2 separate regions of the Anas platyrhynchos genome follow, and region 2 is linked to region 1. A link is a contact called in public Hi-C data. All regions are on one chromosome and are shown on one strand. Each heading gives the region's core, a stretch centred on a gene start, on an enhancer-like site or on the middle of the called end of the contact. The rest is flanking DNA. Distances are from core to core; before and after follow the strand shown.

What was found. Hi-C and Micro-C count contacts between places; a contact is called where the count stands out from the background.
Region 2: a contact with region 1 is called in a Hi-C map of subcutaneous adipose tissue, with 2.8 times the contacts expected there. The contact joins two enhancer-like sites. A contact is called at or near these places in 4 of 8 Hi-C or Micro-C datasets (liver, skeletal muscle and subcutaneous adipose tissue).

What each region holds. Positions count from the first base shown.
Region 1 is chr5:10,732,891-10,736,793 of IASCAAS_PekinDuck_T2T, forward strand. It overlaps MARK3 (microtubule affinity regulating kinase 3), which reads right to left. Exons shown (of 19, transcript XM_038179241.2): 5 at 3,687-3,735; 6 at 2,932-2,997; 7 at 637-707. Among named protein-coding and RNA genes, the nearest start is that of MARK3, 29 kb to the right of the region's middle. Within about 2 kb of position 1,906, at least 3 of the 8 cell types and tissues checked have an H3K27ac peak or open chromatin away from gene starts, as enhancers often do. A contact at or near this core is called in subcutaneous adipose tissue, where this site is marked.
Region 2 is chr5:10,847,677-10,851,579 of IASCAAS_PekinDuck_T2T, forward strand. It overlaps LOC101792387 (exocyst complex component 3), which reads left to right. Exons shown (of 12, transcript XM_013103044.5): 12 at 1-436. Among named protein-coding and RNA genes, the nearest start is that of EIF5, 54 kb to the left of the region's middle. Within about 2 kb of position 2,050, at least 3 of the 8 cell types and tissues checked have an H3K27ac peak or open chromatin away from gene starts, as enhancers often do. A contact at or near this core is called in subcutaneous adipose tissue, where this site is marked.

The DNA.
Region 1 (3,903 bases), core at 656-3,155:
GCAAGAGCAGAGACTTGGATTTTTAACTAGTTATGCCAAATTATGTGCATACGTTCAATACTGCTTTGACTGTAGCATAGAAATGCTTTTTACAGATCAATGATATTCAACATTTTTGCAAGTCCAGTTTATCCATCATAAAGAAAACAAGAAAGCCTAGATTACTTTTTTTTAATTATTATTATTTTTTAGAACAGCTGTTAAATTGCATCTCTTTGTGCAAGTGCATGGTTGTAAACGGGTGTCTCTACCAGGCACTGCCTGTGTTTGCTGCTGACCTGGTTTGTAGCACGTTACACTTGAACAACTTCCAAAAGGTTACAGACAAGCTGAACGTAGAATATGTGAAATCAACCCAGAGGAAATTAATTTTGGAACAGAATCCATGTCCAAATCAAGCAGTCATTGTGTTCTGGCACTCCTGGACACCCTGGCACAAACACTAAGGAAGCTAGCACTGCTGACTGGACTACTAACCCCTTCAAAGCACGACTGGAACCAAGTTTCTTCTTACTCAGTGCTACAAGTCCACACACCATGCTGAGTAAAACACACAGGACAGCTGTTTTACCCATTTCACCACTAAAAATGGGTGTGGGGGGGCAGGAAGCTGATGTATAGGGATGTTATACATACCTGTCTAAATTTAGCTCTAGCCTCCTTTTCCTTCATTCTTCCATGTGCAACCAGATAGTCAAACACCTCCCCTACAAGTCAATAATGAGACAGGTTAATGCCAGTGTCAGGATATAGAGGTTCCTCTCGAGCAGTTACCCACAGCAACTTCACTGCATGGTTATGCTACAAGTTGATCTCAGGTTTAACATTACAAGTTAGCTCAAGAGAACAAGGCGTAAATGATGTGAATACAAACAATTTACTACAACGTTCTCTCTTACACAAGAAAACAATAAGGCTTAATGAAAGACTGGATACAGACAGAAACATTTCCTTCCAGTTGTTTAGGACAAAAACTGAGCAGCAATACTTCTGTTTTGTAAATAAAGATGACCTGTACCCCTTCACAGACTTTCTCACATGAGTATCTTTTGCACCACAAAAATTAGCCTCATACATGAAAGCATCTGATGATATCTGTCATATTGTTATATCAGCACCAGAATTTTTCTTTGTACGTGTGTATACAGGAGTTCTAACCAACACAGAAATCTTAGTTCTAACCTAAGCTTGGAAGAGGTATCTGCAATGAAGTTCTCAATAATGAGGCCAGTAGGACACTGAGATAATCCATCCCACAAGCATCAGATAGGTAAGACACACAAGAGAAACACCACTTCTGAACAAGCCCTATGGTGTATGGTTCAGACATCTAAAGGAGAATAAAGTAGTACTAAAGAGCTGTGTTTTTTTGATGTTTTGTTTTTTGTTTGCTTTTAAATAATAATAAAAAAATGTAAGAGTCTTACAGCAGGAAAATCAACAACTGAGCTATCTGAGAGAGCGTCAGGATTTTCTACAAAATAGTCTTGCTCTCCTCTGTAGCACATTTAATACCCAAGTCAGAAAATTCTCTCAGGTGTATTTCACAGCTGTTTCTTGAGAAAATTTGAAGGGGCAAAGCTGAACACGCCTTTATAATTCAGGGGAAAACGATACCAGAGAAAGAAATATAGGCAACTTAGGCAAATGTTGCAGTTGTAGGAATACAGTCTCTCATCCTCCAACCACATAATTTATACAGTTCACGTGTGACCAGTATCTCAAGGAGGAAATAAGGAAAACAATCCCTGTCACTCAGGTCACTGGCCATGCCTGTCTTGCACAACACTGCACATGCACAGGGCATTGCTCACAGCCCTTCAGACCTGCACGCATTTCTCCATTATTCTAAGATCTTTAGAGCGCTGTTGGCCCTTCTACCTTGTGGAGGCCAATCACTAGATGGCAACAAGACTTCACTTTTAAGTCTAGCACCAACAAACTGCACGGAGACGCCTTCACAAACATGCACTAGCCAATATCCTAACAGCGTTTTACCAGCCTTGGTTCTGGTTAGACAAAGCTTGGTGGAGCATTTAGGGACCTGCTAGAAGACAACTGAGGCAGTTAGAGGATCTTTACCTGATTTAAGAATTAACTTCACACAATCTAGCAGAGTTAGAATTCAATGCTGAAACTGTCAACAAGAAAAAACTGTATTTCCCTCCCACAACTGAAGAAAATCCTCAACTATTGGCGATTCCCAGATGCTGATGCTGAAGAGTCACACTGACAAACAGTGGGCTATTAGGTTTTAGCCAGCAAGGAGTAACTTAATCCCCAATATCTTAATTCTAGTTTCAGCAGAGCTATCTGACACTGCATGATGCAGTCTTTTTTTCTTCCTCCTCTGCAATCAGGAATAAATGTTAAAGTTCCTCCACAACGTCCCTCCTGAAATGGACATAAGGCTAAGCCTAATAACTCTTGACAGTAGAAGGTCTGTGATTATGGTATGTCAAATGTCATCAACTTTAAAAAAACAGAAGTTTCAGTACTCATGCTTTTGAAAGCAACAGTTAAAAATATAAAAGTGTTTCTCTTTTTATTTTATTTTTTTAACCAAGCATCTTATATAAGACAAGACAGCAGTCCTAGGGAGCTTAATACAAAAAAATTTGAAAGGTTGACATTTATTATTATAGATAGAACCAATCAAAGGCTGAACAAAGATTCCAGTTAAAATTTAAGTTGTAAAAGCAAAACAAATGTTATTAAATTGCAGTAAGTTTGGAATGAAGTTTTACAAGTTATAATTAAGGAGCCTGAATGAGTAACTTGAGAATATTAAAGACGTTGCTTAAAAAATTTACCCTACCACAATATTAATATTTGATAAACAGGAAGGTAAAACTTCAAGGGAAAAAAAAAAGTGCTTTCTGCCACTTGGCAATTTATTTACATTTGTCATCACAGCAGAGAGGTACTTACCCCCACTCGCATATTCCATTATTAAATAGAGAGTTTTTTCAGTTTCAATGACTTCAAATAACTTCACTGGAAGAGAAAGCAACTTATTAATCAGTTAGCTAGTTGCAGAAGTATTAACTCTATAAGGAATTCTGTTAGGAAAAAAACCCCACAATTTTCTTGATTCTTGACAGTACTAGATTATTACTCTAAACTAGCTTTTTCTGTCCTAAATGGAAAATACAATAGCATATTTTCTCAACTCATAAAATACAATCATTTGATGTGATTATATGGGAAAAGCAACTAGATTAAACAAAATTTCCATAAATTTGAGTGTCAGTAATGGCCATTTTTACACACTGTACTGGCATACATGGCGACAAATAAGTTATCAGTCAGTTCGCTGACAGTACCCTAACAATAGTACATTGTTTAAACTTCACAATCCAGATCAATTTCTTGACCATTTCTTGTTTTGATACAAAACTCTTTTAATGAGAGCCTGAATCCAATAAAAAAAAAATCAGCATTATGATAACTCTGCTCCTTTTGAGCAATCGGCTATGAAATAACTATTTTGTGGAGAGGGCCCAAATTTTTGTTGTTGTTGTTTTTAAACACACTGCTATGACAAGGAATTTCTTACTGCTATTTTACAGTAAATTACCCCCCTATTTTAAGATTATTTTACAATTATCATATAACATTTTTAATGGTGGAAAAAAGAGGCAACATTTCACTGGATTTGAATATAACGAGAAATAAAAAGGTACCTATATTTGGATGATTTAAGATCTTCATTATTCTTACTTCTCTAAAGAGCTGAAATAAACATAAAACATGAAATAAGTTAACAAAAATAATAGGTAATACTCTTTCTTTGTAAAGCCTGATCATTTTGATGTACTTGCTTAATTTTAAACATAAAGGGCAAACTTTATTAGTGTTTCAAGGAAGTTCATAACACAACTTATTGGAGAGAACAGTTAA
Region 2 (3,903 bases), core at 800-3,299, 110 kb after region 1:
AAGCAGGACCAAAGCGTTGGGTGGACGCCCATGGCCTGCCTGCCCTTCCTGACTGCACATCTGCTTCTAGGGCCCAACTGAGGCACCTCTCATGCTTTATAACTGCCCTGCATGGTTCAGTTACACATGTCCAGGACATGGAAAGGCTCGGTGAGGCTGGCGAGGAGCTGCAGCCTGGCAGGGTGGGTGCGGGAGGGCTTTGTGGGGTGGTGGGTGCCTGTCACCATGTGCAGTGCTGCGCTTGAAGCAGTGACGGCCCTGTCAGGCAGGCCGGGTCATTCATCCTCCTGTGCTGCCTAATTGCACATTTTTTCAAGGGCAGGAAGTGATTACAGCCCCAACTTTGTGACAACAGGATTAGAGTCAGCCTGTGTTTATTGGAATTTCAATCAACGAACCTTCCAGAGGAAATAAATAAAAACCCCTCTGACATTTTGATCGCGTCTGGTCTAAAAATAATTCCACCGCACTTGAAAGATTCCTGCCACAGACGTTTTGATTGCTGCATGCATCTCCTGGGTTTGACATTCACAGGCACCAAAGGGTATTTTCCGCTGGCTGGCCGGGGCTGGGAGCCCTCGGGGATGCCTGGCTTTCCACCGGCGTGTGGTGTCCAGGTGGCATCTCCTGCTCTGCACGTGTGTGTAGAATGAACACCCCTTTCCGTGCGGTTTCTTAATGGCAAATTTCTCCACCCTGTGCATGGCATTAAGTCGTGGACAGAGCAAATAAAGGCTTCAGTTCAGAAAGACAACCTGGGGCGAGGAGATTTGTGCACGAGGTCGAGCTCTGGTGGCATGTGGGAGGTTTTTTTGACCTGGGGCGCTCTCTGGGGAGAGGATGGGGAGAGGGGGGCCCAGCAGATGGTGAGGGAGGAACATCCTCGGCCACCCGCAAGCCTCCAGGAGCGAGCAGATGGTGTGTGGGGAGGCCCCCAGGGGTCTCGGGAGGGGAGGCAGTGGGGGGTCCTGGGTCACACAGAAGGGGAGAGCAGAGGGGAAACTGCCTGGGGAGGTCAGGCAGGGAAGGGAAGGCTGTGAGGATGGGGACTGAGTGATTTCCCTCATGCTGTGGGGATTTTAACCCACTTCGCTGTGAGCCCTGACATTCCCAAATGAATGCCATGCTGCTCCTGGTGGTTTGATGCTCTGGCTTCTCACAGAGTTGCTTGCCATCACTGCCTCTCTGCTCCTGCCCACAAGGTGAGCAATGATTTCTCACCCAAGCCCCCACACTGCCCCGGGCTTGGGTTTGGCCGCTTTGAAGTGCTGCACGCAGCAGAGCCTCGCCAGCCACCCCGTTATTTGAGATCCCGTCTCAAAGGGTCACCTTCCGTGCTTGATGCTGAAGGCAGTGGAAAACAAACACTCATTAATTACGCTGCAAGGTCTAGGGAAAGGCCTGACATTTGCTGAGGTGCCACCTGTGCTTCCCCAGTTTACCAAGCAGCTTTGCCAAGGGTGTGTGACGGTGCAGGGAGGGCATGACAGTGAAAAAGCAGGTAGGGCTGAGGATTTGGGACATGCCGGCTTCTGTTGCATAGCAAATGTGCACAGTGAGAATAAATCCCCCAAACCATGACACACAGTTGCTTGCCGGCTGCCAAATTTTATAGTAAATTGGGTTTTATTCCATTGCCTATGCCCTCCCAGGAGAAGTCTGATGATGCTGGACACTCATGCACTGACCAACGCTGTCCAGAAAAACCCTCACCCGTCTTCGGGGCTGTCCAGCACCCAGCTGGGGAGCGGTGTCTGACCCACGGGTGGGGACAGGGACACACGAGGGAGTGCAGCAAATGCTAACCTGGCTAATTTCCCCGTGGAAATAGCTGGCACATCGCTGAAGCTTGCTCAGCCTGATTTTAAGGAACCTCTTAAATGTTTGCCTTCACCCCAGCACATCCACGGCTGTGGGGGCAGCAGGAGGCTGCAGAGGCACTTGCTGAGGCCTCTCGCTCTGCACCAAGGGGCTGTGCTGGCAGCCTCCCCCAGCGCCCTGGGGACAGACGGGGCTGGAAGGGCACACAGCTGGTGCCATCTAGTGGCTTTCGGAGCCACCTGGTTCATAAAAGCCGCTGGAGGCCCTGGGAGCTGAGGGAAGCCGAGAGGAGGCCACGGGGTGCAGCGAGGCCGAGCTGTTTTGGGGGGCATTGCTCCCCTCTGGTAGCCGTCGGGGCTTTAGGATGGGGTTTCACACTCGGCTTCACCCGGTCTAGGGCCGTATCGGCACCAAAAGACACATTCCTGCCTCCATCCCTGTGTCTTCCTACCTCCTCCCATCACCTCGTGCTGGGTGTTGTGAAGGGCTATTGGTTTGTGAGCATTTAAAATAAAGGGAGGGTGGTTGAATCAGCTGCTGGGACAACCCTTGTGGCTCAGGGCTGGCTGAAGGATTTGCAAGGGGGCAGAGCAGCAAGGAGGTCCTGGAGCAGTTTGTTATAGCACAGAGACTCGCAGGGGTTTGTAAAAAATGTAAAGCAAATCTTGGCCAACAAATGAGTATTTTTTTTTTTTCTTTTGCTGGGTTACATCCACTGATCTTTTGTTTCTCCTAACAAGATGGGCTTGTGCTGTGCCAAATGATGTCATTTTCTTCCCCAGCGGCCTGCCCAGTGTTGAGAAAGATCCGAACCTCCATTTCCAGCTGCTGGAAGGGAAGCTCAGCACGGGGCGGTGATGGTGGTGGTGCTTCTCTTTCCTGTGTGCAAAAATGGTGTTCAGAAAACCCCCAAGTCTCCGCAGCTCAAAACCCCCCTCACCACCCGGAGGGCTGGAGGAGGAGGTGGATTTGTCTGGGTGCTGGCAGGAGCAGGGATGTTTGATGCTGGGGTGTGCAGATGCAGCCATGCAGCCCGTGGCCCATTTTGCTCACCAGATCTAATCCAGCACATCCCAAATGTGGGACAAAAAGCTGGGCCAGCCAGCTACACCTCCAGGCAAGGCGGTTTCAGGGCTACCAAGCTGTTTTAGGGCTGGTCTGTCCGTGCAGCCCACGGTCCTGGAGGCAGCCCCCGCGGCTCCGAGGCCACGCGTGTTTCGTGGCGCTTTTTGCGGGATGTCCCCCGGGTTGGGGCCACCTGCCGGGGTGTCGCTCCCGAAAACGGGTGCTCTGCTGTCCCCCGGTGTCGCGGCGAGGCTGGGAGCAGCCGCTAGGTGGGGGTAGGACCTGCGGGAACCCGCGGAGCCCGGCGGGCTGGGGCTGCTCCCTGCCTGCCCCTAAATGCCCCGTGTAAGGCACTTAGGGCTGCTCCCTTCCAGCAGAGAAACCCTCATCCCGCTGCCAACCAGCATCTGTGGTTCTTGACCCGGTCCCACGCTCTCCCAGCTTAAAATCACAGCCCAGAAAGGGGGAAAATTCTCTTTTTGTGCACCCGCAGGACTGATGCCCACGTGTCCAGAGAGGGAATTAGGGTGGTGCTCGCTGCTGGTGCTTCAGCCCCGGGGGGGCCAAGGGGAGAAGTGCCATGTGAAACACTCTTCAGTGAGCCAGAGCCCTAACCCACAGCAGTTTCTTTATTAGACAGCTGGCCCTGGCCATTAGGGATGTAACGGGGAGCTTTCTCTTCTGCTTTGTGCCCCACATGGTCATTAATATGATGCTAAACCCAGTTGGTGGCTCCTCAACAAATTATTAAACAAAACAAGCACAGAGAGGCATTCAGGCTACAAAAATAAAAATTTCTGGGAGATATTTTCCCCAAGACTGCATGATGACCGTGTGGGCCACGATAGTTCTGTGGATGAGGTTTATGCCTATCCGACACTTTTTGCAGGGAGGAAGGTGAGTTTGGGAAACAGCGACTGCAGGAGTGAAGTGTCCACATCTTCAGGACATGAGGATCCTCATCTCTGTCCCAGGGGTGAAGTGTCCTCATCCTCAGGATGTGAGGATCCTCCCACA